Linked DNA regions of Sus scrofa: region 2 is linked to region 1. Evidence: chromatin contacts called from public Hi-C data. All regions are on one chromosome and are shown on one strand. The core of a region is the stretch at or near the end of the contact, and the rest is flanking DNA. Distances in the headings are between cores, read along the strand shown. Region 1 holds the start of AXIN2 (axin-2). Region 2 overlaps CEP112 (centrosomal protein of 112 kDa).

The links. Hi-C and Micro-C count contacts between places; a contact is called where the count stands out from the background.
Region 2: a contact with region 1 is called in a Hi-C map of skeletal muscle, with 4 times the contacts expected there. The contact joins the enhancer-like site here to the promoter of AXIN2 in region 1. A contact is called at or near these places in 1 of 5 promoter capture datasets (fetal skeletal muscle), 3 of 47 Hi-C or Micro-C datasets (fetal heart ventricle, heart right ventricle and skeletal muscle) and 1 of 2 datasets of contacts at active chromatin or transcription factors (skeletal muscle).

What each region holds. Positions count from the first base shown.
Region 1 is chr12:12,341,883-12,344,661 of Sscrofa11.1, reverse strand. AXIN2 (axin-2) reads left to right here and starts at 1,455. Exons shown (of 11, transcript XM_021066736.1): 1 at 1,455-1,572. The region is part of intron 27 of CEP112 (centrosomal protein of 112 kDa); the gene reads left to right.
Region 2 is chr12:12,487,026-12,489,915 of Sscrofa11.1, reverse strand. It overlaps CEP112 (centrosomal protein of 112 kDa), which reads left to right. Exons shown (of 28, transcript XR_002337057.1): 23 at 1,163-1,312. Among named protein-coding and RNA genes, the nearest start is that of AXIN2, 150 kb to the right of the region's middle. Within about 2 kb of position 1,410, at least 15 of the 83 cell types and tissues checked have an H3K27ac peak or open chromatin away from gene starts, as enhancers often do. A contact at or near this core is called in fetal skeletal muscle and skeletal muscle, where this site is marked.

The DNA of each region.
Region 1 (2,779 bases), core at 206-2,705:
CCCTAGGTGCAGACCCTGGACACAGAGAGGCAGGTCTTGGGGACGTCCCACGGTGCCAAGGAACTGAGAAGTCTGGCCACATGGCTTGCTCAAGCTCTGGTCCCTTGTCACAGCCGGTAGAGGACCTTCCCTGCCCTTTCCCAGCAGATTGTGGGTGCTGACTCTGCTTGCTCTTTTCCCATGAAACCTAAACAGACCGAGAAAACACATTTCTTGTATGCTTTATAGATCCGAAGGTTAATGACAGATTAGAGACGCTGCTGCATTTAAAAGCGTTTGTTATCCATTCAGTCCACTAAGAAAGTAAATGAAGAAAAAGTGAGCAGAGTTGGAGGGGCAAGGCCTCCCACAGCTCTGATGATGCCAGGCTCTTGAACAGATTTGGTCTATACCTTTATGATTCTTAGAAAGAGGAAAAGTCAATTATTAGCTCATCCTATGAGAGATCATTCCTCGGCAACCAATGTTCTGGGTTTGTGGCATATTTTCTTATTACTTTAAGTGAGAAGGTTGTAACTCCTAAACATTATTGGGGAATGTTGGGAAGGATTCGAGGGTGACAGTGGGGTGAGGCGTTTTCAGTGCATTAAAACTGAGAGGGGATGGGGAAAAAGGCATTCCATATCTGTTTAATGTGTAACATATGGGAGGATGGGGGATGCTTCCAAGAGAGTGTTGTGTATGAGGCTGATACAGAAAGATAGTCCAAGTGTGTGGGGGAGGCTTCTGATGGCCAGGTTGGGAAGCTGGGGTTAAGTCTTCAGGGAATTGAGGAGCGCTTCCTAAGGAGGTGTCAGGGCCCATCTGCAGCACTCAGGCCTATGCTGGCAGATTCACGCCCCCATCCTCAGACATCCACACACGGGCCCACCTTGATCCTAACTCACACTCAGATACGGGCGCGCACAAGCACGTACATTTGGCCATCCCCTCCCAGGACCAGCACTTTTACAAGACTCTTCCAGCCCAATTCCCCGGGAAAGTTGAATAGAGGTAGAAAAGTGTTTGATGACCGAGAAAAAAAATTTTTTTTTTTTTTTTTTTTTTTTTTTTTTTCCTGCTTGCAGTTCTTGCCATGGCCAGAATGCTACAATAAACTGTTGCTTTCCAGAGTAGGGGATGACGGTGGGGTGGGGGGGGAGGCGGGGGGAGGGAGCTCGAGCAAAAAGGCCAGAGAACTTGGAAGGCCGAATCAGAACTCGGGCTGAGAGCGCCCCGGTGGCCGCGGGGGCCTGGAAGGGGGCGGAGGAGGGCCGGGGAAGGGCTCACGCCAGAGCTGAGCTTGCTGCGGGGGCGGGCCGGGCCGGGCCGGGGCGGCGCCCGGCGCTGTCCCTTTAAGGCGGGCGGCGCGGGCCGGCCGAGCGCGGCTGTGATTGGCGCGGCGGGATCACTGGCTCCCCCAAGCCCGGCCCGGGGGAGTCGGCTGGAGCCGGCTGCGCTTTGATAAGGTCCTGGCAACTCAGTAACAACCCGAGCGCCGGGAAATAAAAATAACCCTTCTTAGCTATGGATTTTGGGGCCGCCCGGCGTCGGAGGCGCCTGTCTACCCAGCCGAAAGCTTTGCTGTAAAAGGTGGGGGGTGGAGGCGCGGCCCCAGCAGAGCCGCTTCAAAGAGAGCCCCCCTGGGGCCGGGGGCGAGGTCGCGCCCAGCCGCGTCGCGGGCGCCAGGGGCTGGAAGGGGTCCAGCCCAACAGAGACCCGGCCAGGAGGGGGGCAGCGAGCCGGACGGCCCCGAGGAGGGGCGGTGGGGGCGCGGGGGGCCGGTCGGGGCGCGGCCGGCGCGTACCTCCCTTTCAGGACCGTGCGCTCGGCTCGCGCCTTTGAAGTGCACAGTTAAATCCACAGCGCAGTTTTTGTTGGAAGCGCCCGGAGGACATTTGGTGCGCGGAGTGACTGCTGGAAACAGGACCTGTGTTGAAAGCCGGGCCGGGCGGGGGCCGGAGGGGCCGGGGGCGGCCGCGGCGGGGGCGGAGGCCCACTCGGATCTTTTGCATAAAAGGGGCGGTGGGGCGCGCCGCTCCCCCCTCCTCGCCGGTGGATCTCGCTCTAATCCCAGGATTGTTGTTTCCCCGCACTCCCTTCCCTGCCGCGCGACTCCCCATGTTCCCCGACGCCGGGACTGGCCCGGGGGGGCCCGGGGCTGCCACTGCGAGCCGATCCGGGGGCCAGGGCCGGGGCCCTGCCCGGGGCGCCTGCGAGGTCTTGCCGCTGAGCGCGCGCGCGGATCAATGGTGAGTGCCGAGGCCGCGGCTGCGGGGCGGTCCGCGCGCTTTGATGTTCCCGGCGGCCCTTTGAAGTTGGCCGGCCGGCTATTTCGGGGCGCGCTCCGGGCGGGCGCGGAGAGGAGCGGCGGGCCAGGCGCCCAGCGCTCCGGGGGGCTTGGCTGGGCCGCCCTGCGCGCCCAAGCCCCCTCCCCAGAGTGGTGGCCGGGATGGCGGGGGCCCAGGGGGAGAGACTTCTGCAAGTGGCTGCTGCGGCGGGGGCGGAGAGGGGGTAGATTACCCCCTCCCCCTGGGAGTTGCATCGCTGTGGTTGTTATGGATGTGAGTCGGGGTGTGAGTGTGCGCTGGAGTGCCTTTGGAAGGTGGGATGAAAGGGTGGCGGCGCCCCCCGCTTGCCCTCCCCTCCGCCCCTTTCTCCCCCCACCTCTCCCCCCTCCCCATCCTCCCCTCCCGCCTCTCTCTCCTCCCCTCCCAGCCACTGGTCCGCGCTTAGGGGCCCTGAGCGCTGGCCGAGGCTCAGTCTGCGCGCTGGAGCGGCCCGAGCCCCGGGCGCCCGC
Region 2 (2,890 bases), core at 161-2,660, 150 kb before region 1:
TTACTTTATAACTCTGTAATCTAGTTTCGTCATCAAATAATCATTGGAAAACTGAGCTTCAAGGAAAACATCGTACTAACTTGCCCAGGGTTTCTTAACAACCGGCCGTCCCCCTGTAGAACCAACAGCACTGCGTTCTAGCCCAGGATGAAGATCGCCCTTTTATTCGAAGAAACAACCATTTCCTGCTTTTAAAAGGTCGACACTATTGAATTTGAAAGGAAATGGATACATCCAAACCAAAGGAAGAGCCGTGCTCCCAGTAAACCCACTAACTAAAAAGGTCATCAGAGTTACTTTGAGAACTTGGAGGGAGCCCAGTCATGGGGAGAACCAACTCGCAGACGTAGGGAATACTGCAAGAGTCTCTGAAGTGACTGGTTTGAGCCAAAAATCAAAAAGTTTATGATCCGTTAGGAAGAAAGCAGCCTATGGGGAACTACATCATGATAAACTTCCCTTCAATACCGTAACCTTGTCTAAAAGAAAGACACATCCTAGGTAGTTAAGAGGAGCCAACCAGTACAACAGTCAGTCTGTCTACACAGTTCAGATTCTCCCTGTCTCCTGGTTGGATGTCGATTTCAGCAGTTGGACCTCTTTCTGTGCCTCTGTTTCTCCATTTAGAAGAGCTGGGCAATGATAACGCTTTCTCCCAGGAGTAAATGACAGAGGGACTCAAGTTCTTAGCACAATGCGCAAGCATTAGTAAACACTCCAAAATCATTCTGTAGAATTAGGTAACTGTGAAGAATGAACCCTGTTCATGATTTTCATTGCTTGTTAGAGTTCAAAGTATCATGAAAGGCAGAATAGCTTTTTTCACTCTAATAAGTGTGTTTCTCAGTAACATAAACTCTGACACATTTCATATTTTTGAGATCACAGATGTTCCTTCCTCTGATGAGCAAATACTGTGGAATGTTATAGTGGGAAAGGCTTCCAAGTGTATTTGGTTCAGCAGTTGTTCACCATTCACAGTTTTATTATAGTCTTTTATTGAGTGGAATTTCATGCATTAGAGTGTGTGATACGTTAATTGAAAATATTTAGTTTGTGGACCAGTTTTGCCACATCCCTTCTCTCGTTAAGCATAAATACATATAAAATAGATGCATCTTGCTGAAGAATTTGCAGTTATAGCATGCTGTTTTCATTTTAGATCATAGCAGAACTTCAGACAACCATTTCCTCCCTGAAAGAGGAGAACAGCCGGCAGCAGCTTGCTGCAGAAAGGCGGCTCCAGGATGTTATACAGAAGTTTGAAGATGAGAAGAAGCAGCTGATTAGAGATAATGACCGAGCAATCAAGGTAATCTGAAGACTTCAGTAACCAGTGGTACCAGCTGCTTTAATGTAATTAAAAGGAGGGCTGAAATCCCAGCAGTGGGCAGATGAATGCAGGTATCTGGCTTGTTCACACAGCCTGCAGTAATTCCATTCACTGGACTCCCTACCTTTGATGTATCCAGTGACTCAGGCTGGCTTCCCTCGAAAAGATCACATGCCAGCATAAAAAGTCATTTTTGGCAAGCCCAGTCCATTCACATTGAACAAATATTTGAAAACTACCCTGTCCTTTCTCCTGAGAACCACTTTGGAACTGTCTCTTGAAATTAGAATGACTGTTTTAGCCCAGTACTGCTGGCTAATAAATTCAGAAGTCAGCTTCCAATTTACATTCTATTCTTTGCCCACATCCTTTCATTATGTATTCGCATAATGAGAAATAACCTGTTTGAGGTTTGGAATGCCAACCATTTGATGTGCTTTGACATAGTACAGGAGAGATGTGTTGCTGCTGAGAACCTAGGTTGTTTCCAAATGGCTTCAGAGAATCACACCTTTCATAGCAACAGAAAATTCTCCAGCCCCCCAATTCTTTGGGTGATAGGCAGTTAGATCTCTAAGTAGTTTTTTCTTGGCTTCATAGCAGTGAATATTATTGTAAGTGTCTACATCATGCTGTGTTTTATCTGTGAGGATAAGCATCTGGAAACCTTTATAAATAAGATTTAAAAGAGAACAAAACTTTTTTTAAAGAATCCCCAGCAAAAGATTATTTTTCAGTGATTTTGCTTTGTTACAACAATGCTTGAAGCATGTCGAGTAATCACACAAAGCAAAGACAAATAAAAGAAGCATTTGGGTTTTATCACTGCCTTTTTCTGCCTTATCTCCCCATTTTTCTTTTCTCTAGCCTATTGTAAGCCATCTGAGTAATTTAGGAAAAAGTCAATGTTAATGTAAGTTGCTTTTCATATATACATTTTAAGCCTGGACAACACTGAATGGAATAAAAAAACTTAAGATATGGACAAAACCTTGGAGGCCATTCCTTCCAGCCTCCTCACTTTAGAGGTGAGGATTTATTTTGTTATTAATGACATTTTCCCTATTTTTTTCCGTCTTTGAGTTTTTTCTCCCCTCTACATGTGATGAGACCAAAAAAGACGTTTTCTTTCTATATCCTAGTAATTTAAAAAAATCTTTGCAACTCTTTTCATTTATAAATGGAGAGCAGGTACTCATTGATCTGAATAACTGCTTGGCTTTGCATCGTCTGAGTTGACTGCTTCGTTTAAATTCTTTTGTTACATGAAAATTTCATTTTAAGTGAATTTCTTCGCCACTTGATATCTGACTACCAAGTGGTAGGTAATTTCCAAGTTTCAAATAATTGAATCCCAATGTGTGCAAAAAGGAAAACATTAGTTTATTCCATAACAACATAGTTTCTAGTATTGTTTCTTAAAGATTAAAAAAAAAAAAAAACCTTGAAAGAAATGTAATTAGTGTAAGTGCCTATTTTTTTGCAGTTTTTATTTTATTTTATTTTTTATTGTGTTAATTGCTTTATATATATTTTTTATCATTTATTCATATATAT